Linked DNA regions of Sus scrofa: regions 1 and 2 are each linked to region 3. The links are chromatin contacts, called in public promoter capture Hi-C maps. All regions are on one chromosome and are shown on one strand. The core of a region is the stretch at or near the end of the contact, and the rest is flanking DNA. Distances in the headings are between cores, read along the strand shown.

Region 1 (2,839 bases), core at 288-2,787, 360 kb after region 3:
GAGGGAAGTATGTACGCACAAAAAGGCCTTGCACTTCATTAAAAAGAGTTATGTATTTATCCCAGTGGGCATGGGAAAGCACCAAAACTTCTTGAGCAAAAGAATCAGATTCTGTTTTATAAAGGTCTGCTGACACCATCATGAGAACTGAACGAATGATAACAGGTGAGAAGGTGGGTGAAGCAGAAGAGAGATGGTGAGATTGGTATGGTAGGCTGCTGAGAGAACAGGTAAGAGATGATGTTCTGATCTAGAGAGATTCAATTTTGACTCTGATTAGCTAAAATCAGATCATCTATATGAAATACTGAACAGAGAAACATTGGGCTAGAGGCATTACTTTAACAGATACTTATTTAGTACCTAGTGTCTGCTAGGAGATGCAGCAGTTGCCAGGGAGAGAAAGATAAACCCTCATTCTAAGAAAGCTCCAAGCCTGAGGAGTGAGACCAGTCAAGTCAACAGCATTGGCATCAGTGAGGTAAGAGCTATATTAAAGCTTAAGGAGTTTCCATTGTGGCTTTGTGGGTTAAGAACACAACATAGCATCCATGAGGATGCAAGTTCCATCCCTGGCCTTGTTCAGTGGGTTAAGATGCAGTGTCACCACAAGCTGTGGTGTAAGCTGCAGATGTGGCTGGGATCCAGTGTTGCCATGGCTATGGCATAGGCCTCCACTGCAGCTCCAATTGAACCCCTAGCCTGGGAACTTTCATATGCCTCAGCTGTGGCTATAAAAAGAAAAAAAAAAAAGGGCAAGAAAGGCTCTGGACACAATGATAGAGGATCTACATTCTCTGATTATCCCAAACACTAACTTCATAAGCGCTAGCATGTGTTTGAACAGCTCCTATGTGCCAAACTGTGGGTATGCCTTACATACACCATCTCCTTAAAGAGCAAGATACTAAAACTTACTTTTAAATGGTCTGTCTCCTCCCTCCAAATATCTTAACTACCCAACACTATTGTAACAAATTATGTTGTGGCTCATTTGTAATACACTAATTTCTTTTTCTTTCTTTCTTTCTTTCTTTCTTTCTTTCTTTCTTTCTTTCTTTCTTTCTTCCTTTTTCTTTCTTTTTTTTTTCTCAGCTACATTAAACACTTTATTTCTTTACCAATACTAATTTGAAGAAAATATGGTAATATTTGTTAAATCTGGTTTGGTAGATGTATAGATGTCTTCTCTATTATTTTCCATACTTTGCTGTGGAGTCCACTCCTTTCTGTGTGACTGAGAAATAGGACTTTTGTATTTCCCAGTTTTTCCCCATGGCTATGATTATCCAAAACACATGATTATGTTAATAAAAAAAAAGGCATTAAAGATAACCTTTTGCAAAGGTACACATTTGGACTGCTAATTACAGCAGCTTAATTTATATTGCTCCCATTTATGGTGGATTTAGCTCTTACTTAACAAGAGCTTAAGAAAACATTAACAGATTGCAAATCTTGTCCCTACTTTTATGCCCCAGTTAACAGCACAGCTGAATATTAACCTCCTAGTTTTATAGAGGACGGAGCCTGAGGTCACTTGGAGCAGCTTGTTCAATCAACAGGCCTGACATGCGTCATGCTGCTGGTCCTGCCACAGGTCCGGATGTAAAACTGGGTTCATTTCTTAAGGACACAACCAGGCTTCCCCTGTGTATCTATGCTGTACATTGCATGGATGTTGGAAGACATGATAATTGGCTGATAAACATTTATGTGGAGGTAAATCTAGCTTTATTTCAAATTGTCTCTGAGATCCTCAGACAACAGATGTCTGTGACAACACCTTTGTCAGTGAAAAGATTTTCTGTTTTACACTTTACATATAATTTTATTCAGTTAAAAGAAACAGGTTTTTATGAGCTGCAAAAGTCCTCTGGTCCCAAGACAATGATCCATCTGCCATCCATGCAAGTTATTTTCATGGCATCAATATTTTTCCCAACTAAACAGCAAGTTCCCTAAAGGCAAAAACATGTATTATATTTATTCTGCAAACCCTAATATGGTACACATGAGATGTGGACAAAATACTCCTGCATTTGGCTTTGCTACTTGTCATCTGTACGTCTTTAGCAAATTCCCTTCACTTCCCCAAGCTTCAGTTTGCTTATGTGTCAAAAGAGGGAATAATACCTTTTGAAAACTAAATTAGATAATAAATTTAAATGATGCTCTGTAAACCTAAATAAATTACCAAATATCATCTAAATTACATTACTAGTACAGGTATTACTGAGTATTATACCCATATAAGTATAATCTTGCTATTGATGATTAAGAGGAACCAGCGAAAACAAATTCCTCTTGTATCTTATGTGGAAAAACTCTCAGAGGTAGAATTTCTGAAAGGAGAAAAAATTTTGCTTTAGATGATTTGTACAGCACTGTCATTTGTGACAATGTCCTTACATTTTTATGATAATAGCAATGATATCAATTATGTCCAGAGATTATAGTGTGGAGGAAATCTATGATATTTATCAAGAAATAAGTTTTTTAACTCAAAATACTGTCCATCATTTGTATTACAATTAGGAAAAAAGGGCAAGAAATATACTTTTCATTACCAAAAATGAAGGAGAAAGGAGATTTAAAGTACTAAAAAAAAATGGAGTTCCCGTTGTGGTGCAGTAGAAATATATCCAACTAGTATCCATGAGGATGTATGTTCAATCCCTGGCCTCACTCAGTGGGTTAAAGATCCAGCATTGCTGTGAGCTGTGGTGTAGGTTATAGACATGGCTCAGATCCTGTGTTGTTTTGGCTGTAGTGTAGGCTGGCAACTGCAGCTCCACTTTGACCCCTAGCCTGGGAACTTCCATGTGCTGTGAGTGGG
Region 2 (3,090 bases), core at 25-2,524, 490 kb after region 3:
GAAACCCAGAGTTGCATGTACCCTTTTAGACAGAATATCTACCATATACATACAAGAGGTATAAATTACCTCAAGTGCATAAATAAAAGTAATTAGGAAATGATGTCTTTGTTTTAATAATTTATTTATTTGATTGTAAGTTTGTATCAAATTGAACTATATAAAATTGCTGTTATGCAACTTTTTTTTTTTTTTTTTTTTTTTTTTTTTTTTTTTTTTTTTTGCATGTGGAAATTACTAGGCCAGGAATCAAACCCAAGCCACAATTGCAACCTATGCCACAGCTGCAGCAATGCTGGGTCCTTAACCCGCTGCATCACATGTGAACTTCCACGATCATTTTTTTAATTTACCAAAGTGGTAAATTCATATATAATTCAATCTAAAACATACCCAGGGAGTTTGGGTGTGTGTGAGTTTGAGTATGCTTTGAGTTTTGAGGTCAAGTTTTGAGTCTGAATTTGAGTTTTGAGTTTGAGTATGTTGGGGGGAGGGTTGGATAATGAAAAAGAAAATAATAACTTCTGTTTATTGAATACGTTCAAAGCTCTACACTGTTTGGTTCTCTGTGATTTCCAACAACTAAAACAGAATTTACATTGACTCAATCATACCGAGCTTCTTTCAGTTTGGAAATATTGAGAAGAGACTGGCGAATTTCTGACCTTTCAGTTAAGAATTTGGCACAACATATGTGAAAGTGAAATACTACATATGTGAAATTGTGATCAGGATCTGTCATATACAGAAGTTCCCAGACCAGGAAATGAACCCATGTCACAGTAGTGACCAGAGCCACAGCAGTGAAAATGCCAAATCCTCAACTGCTAGGCCACCAGGGAACTCTATATTTGATAGAATTTTTGAGCTAAGCATAGAGGAAAACTAACACTCTTTTTTGGCGCATGAAACAACAATTAAGTCCTGGCTTAAATAAACTGCATTCTGAGCTGCCTCAGGGCTTCTGAGAGCTGGTTCCTTATTTGGAATGTGGGTAATACTATCATATTAGTATTTTTCAAAGGTAGTGGCTTATTACTATAGAATCACAAGACTGTGTACCTGCTCCCAGGACTGTTTTCTGGTCTCTGCGCCTAGACTGGGGGTGGGGAGAGAAGCAGGTACCAGGCTTTGGCCAGGTTAAGGCATTCCTGGCCTTTTGTTTTACAAACACCCCATGCTGCTGAACTAGCTTCTCCAGGATCTCCAAACTGCCTACTTGCCTTTGATCTATTTACATTAAGTTAATTTTTTAAAGCCCTTCCTTTCTTTTTAATAGTTCTCAAGATGTTTAAAACTAATGTCATTTACAATGGAAACCTCAGAAGCTTACATGGGAAGAAAAGTTTACAAAATGTTCAGTTGTAGCAGGGGTTCTAGTAGCGAAGCTGGGAAGGCGCTAGTTGCTCTGGTAGGGAAGGAGCAGAGCCCTGACCCGCCCTCACCTGACCTCCTCCCCCGCCTCATAGCAGGGGTTTGGTTCCTGGGTTCACTAAGGTTATCTAGCTGATTCACTGTTGAGGTAAAAACAGGACTGAGCTCATGGTGTTGAAAGCCACTGAAAGCGGAGGAAACTAGTCATGAAAACCCTGACTATCAGCTGAGAGATCACTTCCCAATAACTCCTGGCAAGAGCTAAGTACTTTTCTCCAGGCTGGTGCACGTCTTCAGGGCTGGTCAGGACACAGAGCTGTTTCAGCCTAGGTGGGCAGTGATTGCTTCCTCCATGTTTGAGGGCGCTGAGCTGTACTTCAATGTGGACCATGGCTACCTGGAGGGCTTGGTGCGAGGGTGCAAAGCTGGCCTCCTGACCCAGCAGGACTACATCAACCTGGTCCAGTGTGAGACTCTGGAAGGTAAGTGCTACCCTTTTCACCTTAAAAAAAAGGTGTGTGGGGTGGGGAAGCGGGGGCGGGGGGGGGGGGGGGGGGGGGGATGGACGACTGATGCTGCCTGCTGGAAGCTAGATTGGGGGCTTTAGTCTCAAGGCCTGAGAGTTCTGGGTAGGCTCTTATTCTCAAGGCCAAGACTTCAGGGCTACATGAACTTGGAAGAGCAAAAAAAAAAAAAAAAAAAAAAAAAAAAAAAAAAATTACATCTCTATTTTCGTTATTCCCTAAGTGAAATTTAGCATTTCCTTTTATGACTGCAAGCAACAAATCACAGTAGTTAAAACTTTTGTCACCAATAAAAGGCAGTATGTTCATATCCTTATACAGTTCTTGCAGATACCTTGAAATATCATTTATATTTTCACTATTACAAAATTATACTAGATTTGCACTCCTCCTTGATATTTCATGTCTTAATAAAGAAGCACGTTATATAAATTTTAAATATCTTAACTATATTTTAATATATTTAGTGTCCTTTGAATACTATATATTTTCATTGTACATATTATTTATAAATATTATTTGGAGAATGATTTTACCAAACTGTCCAATGAGCTATAGTTAAGAAACCCCCAAAACCTTGGTCTAGAGAATTTTATTCTATCTCATTTCTCAGTATCTATTAGTATGAGAGTATGTATATTTGAGGTTTTTTTTTAAATAAAGCTTAAGAAAAAAAATCAAGAGACATTGGCATGGGAGTTCTCATTGTGGCGCAGTGGAAAAAAATCTGACTACTATTGCATGAGGATTCAGGTTCGATCCCTGGCCTCGCTCAGTTTGTCAGGGATCCGGCATTGCTGTGAGCTGTGGTGCAGGTAGCAGATTCGGCTCGGATCCCATGTTGCTGTGGCTGTGGCTGTGGCTGGCGGCTGTAGCTCCAATTCAACCCTCAGCCTGGGAACTTCCATGTGCTGCAGGTGCAGCCCTAAAAAGCAAAAAAAAAAAGAAAGATTGTGAGGTTGTGAGGATGGTTGTACAACTATAAATAAAATAAAATTCATTGAATTATTATATTAAAAAGATATTAGTATACACCCAGGAAATCATCACCACAATCTATGCCATAGACCTATCCATTTACCTCCAAAGTTTTTCTCTTGCCCTCTGTGTATGTATGTGTGTGTGTGTACTATAGGCTCTAGGATTTACTCATCTTGTATAACTGACACTTTGTATTCTTTGACTAATAGCT
Region 3 (3,136 bases), core at 285-2,784:
TTCTAATCCAACACTGACATATTTGAGCTCAGAGTCTAAGGGCATTTGCATTGCTGTTTGCCTGGATTTTCCAAACCATCTTAGTTCTTGATTCCACACCGCTATTGTGTGGATCAAATAATCCCTAGTCACAAAAATACGCTAGGGAGTGACTCCCCTGGCGTCCAGGTTATGAGCGTGGTCAGTCATTCCACATGCTTTGAGGATGAGCTATCTTTACCATGATGAGAGATTTCCTTTTCAAGTTTTGTAATCTCCAAATACAGAATCTTAGCATCAAGAAAAGTCAAAGTAATTTTAAAAATGTATACTACAACCTTATTCAAAATATCATTGAAATTAGGCTGATCTCTTCTTGCTGCCTTTACTTTTTTTTTTAATTGAAGAAAAATTTTTGCAATATACTCTTAAAATGTAAATATCTTGCATTTCTCCTTCAATGTGAACTATAACCAGACATTTAAAAACGTGTTTTTACCACGTGCACACTGGATATGCCAGTTCAAGTCTACTTTTGCGTGGGTCACTGTATCATGAGACAACTTGGGAGTGCTAGATCAGAATACAAAGCAATTCTGGAAAGCTTTTCCTCTTTTTTTCCTTTCAATCTTTCATTATGTCTTGGAAAATGAAGTCATACGTTTTAAACGGTATGACTCACTTTAGGTGCCTGGCTTTCCAACACTCCAGAACATTATCGATTTTTCCTGAGGAGAGGTACAGCCCACAGAGTTGGTAAATCAGTTCCAAACTCCTGCTCTATGGTAACCTGGATCCAGACCTCTTCCATATTCCCATGACCCAGCCCTGGCGTCCTGCAGACCAAAGGGACCCGCTTAAATTGGGGAATGCCGCTTGGTGTGGTTCAAGGCACCCTGCATCTTCAAGTCTCTTAAAGATAAAGGAATTAAGAAAACCAGCCCTCCGGCCTCTTTTGTCCCATCCTTTGCTCCTAAGATTTTACAAGTTGCCTGCAAAGGAGTCAAACATGGGTCAGGCAAACAAACGTATTCTTTCCAGCCACGGTAACCGGATCGCTGGAGCGAAATAAACCCGCAGAAGCATCCAGAGACCGCAGCCAGACCGCCAGCCTGCACTAAAAGCAACTTCTAAGAGCTGCTGCAAGCGCCGCCTGAGTGCAGCTTTTAGTTGGACGCTAGACACGACTACCCCACCCTATTCCCCCTGCCCCCCCCCCCCAAAAAAAAAAACTGCGTGGAGGAGGGACTGAGGGAGGAGGAGGCGAAAGTCGCCTGCATTTCTGCACGTTGGCGCCGGTGGTTGGAAAGCTCTGCAGCTTTAGGACGCTGGAGGGAGGGATAGAAGAGCCAAGAGCGGCGCCTGCAGGGAAGGAGGGGGGGGGGCTCCGCCCAAGTGCCCCCACCCCGACAGCTGTGCAGCTCTTGGAATTCATTGGCTTCCCCCACCCCGCCTCCCAAATACCACCCCAATCCTGTTTAGCCCCCCGCCCCACCCTCGCTGACCTAATAAGGCCATGCAAGTGTGTGGGGGGAACCTATATAAAAGGTGTGGGTTCGCGGGGACAGTGCACGGCGTGGAAGAGAAAGCAGCAGCCGTCCAGTGCCCACGAAGACGACCATGGCCAAGGAGTGGGGCTACGCCGACCACAATGGTGAGCTTGAGATGGTGCTGTTCAAAAAGGGGGCAACTCTAGAGAGTGCATTGAAAAATGGGGGAGGCGGAGTCGAAGGAAACTAATGTTCACTGAGCACTTACAAAGTGCCAAACGCTGCTGACCCCTTTTACCTTTATCTCACTTAGTTCTCCCCAGTGTGAAGCTGTTATTACTCCCATTGGGGGAAACCAAAGCACAGAGAGGCTGGGTACCTTGTCCAGGTCACAGAGCTTCTGACTGAGAAGTCAGACCTCTGAGGTCCAGTTCTGACTGTCCCCTTCTCCCTGATCCTGGGCAAGCACTTAACCTCTCTGAGCCAGGTGATGATATAAGCAGCTCTGCCTGCAGCTCCTGCCTACCCATGGGAAAAGAACATGGGTGTGCTCTGAAATCCATTTGGGGTCGGTGTTATTTTATTCCAGCTCTAGGATAGAAGAGGACATTAGTAAAACATGTGATGAAGTCCATTTCAAAAATAAGCCTTTGAAGCTATCTTCTTGAGCAAGTAGAGGAAATAAACAGAGTTAAATACAGTCTCCAGGTACACTATTAACAAAGTTATGAAAAGGTCTTAAACTGTGAGCCTTGGGTTGCCTAATCTGAAATCCAGGATCTTTCCGCAATCATTGTCCAACCCCTGTGTATTTTACTGGTTTAGTCAATTAGAAAGAAGGCTTGGATTGCACCACCAAATAAGTAAATCCCCTCAATTTCATTTTCTAGGTCCTGACCACTGGCATGAACTTTACCCAATTGCCAAGGGAGACAACCAATCGCCCATTGAACTGCACACTAAGGACATCAAGCATGACCCTTCTCTGCTGCCCTGGACAGCATCTTATGACCCTGGCTCTGCCAAGACCATCCTGAACAATGGGAAGACCTGCAGGGTTGTATTTGATGATACTTATGACAGGTCAAGTAAGTATGACACTTAAATAGAGACACATGGACCATATTGGCAAAATGTGATTTATGGCACAACGACAGAATTAGTAGGAAGAGGGGGCTCTTCTCTGAAAATGGAAACGACATTTGAATATGCTGTAGTCCTGAAGAATTATGTTTATACATTGGAGGGGAATGTCTCACTTTCTAACCTTGGCCACTTTGCTCCTGCAAAATGGAGCAAAGGTAAAAGCTGGCAGTGCATAGTGAGGTGCTGGTAGTGGGTCCAAATGAGTTTTCTTGAGGCACTGATAGTCTAAACCTGAGAGGTTTTTTGCTTCTTAACCATGGCTCGGAGAGTAAGACCACCATTCCCACACATGGCACAGATTCCATTCTACAAAGCAAGGAACACAGCAAAGACACCAAGTGGGTAATGTCTTCCCCTAGTGTGTGAGTGGGGGCCAATCCAAGGGAGAGAGCAGACTCACTATATTAGTCAAGAAGACCTAAGCCTTCTATGCATCAGTGGAGTTCATTTGACTAATTTTGCTGAGTGTTTTTGAAGAATCTGACAATTTCTTCTTGAGTTGTGATTTGTATAAAAATGAA

What was found. Promoter capture Hi-C pulls out the DNA fragments that hold promoters and counts their contacts.
Region 1: a contact with region 3 is called in a promoter capture Hi-C map of liver, with 7 times the contacts expected there. The contact joins the enhancer-like site here to the promoter of CA3 in region 3. A contact is called at or near these places in 2 of 5 promoter capture datasets (fetal skeletal muscle and liver), 6 of 47 Hi-C or Micro-C datasets (embryonic fibroblasts, fetal heart ventricle, fibroblasts and 3 more) and 1 of 2 datasets of contacts at active chromatin or transcription factors (skeletal muscle).
Region 2: a promoter capture Hi-C map of liver shows a contact between it and region 3, with 5 times the contacts expected there. The contact joins the promoter of ATP6V0D2 here to the promoter of CA3 in region 3. A contact is called at or near these places in 3 of 5 promoter capture datasets (fetal liver and liver), 2 of 47 Hi-C or Micro-C datasets (brain and embryonic fibroblasts) and 1 of 2 datasets of contacts at active chromatin or transcription factors (skeletal muscle).

The regions. Positions count from the first base shown.
Region 1 is chr4:50,881,504-50,884,342 of Sscrofa11.1, reverse strand. No RefSeq gene overlaps it. Among named protein-coding and RNA genes, the nearest start is that of ATP6V0D2, 130 kb to the right of the region's middle. Within about 2 kb of position 1,537, at least 3 of the 83 cell types and tissues checked have an H3K27ac peak or open chromatin away from gene starts, as enhancers often do. A contact at or near this core is called in liver, where this site is marked.
Region 2 is chr4:50,747,557-50,750,646 of Sscrofa11.1, reverse strand. It overlaps ATP6V0D2 (V-type proton ATPase subunit d 2), which reads left to right and starts at 1,274. Exons shown (of 8, transcript XM_003125581.4): 1 at 1,274-1,856. The coding sequence starts at 1,727.
Region 3 is chr4:51,236,259-51,239,394 of Sscrofa11.1, reverse strand. CA3 (carbonic anhydrase 3) reads left to right here and starts at 1,534. Exons shown (of 7, transcript NM_001008688.1): 1 at 1,534-1,633; 2 at 2,360-2,557. The coding sequence starts at 1,600.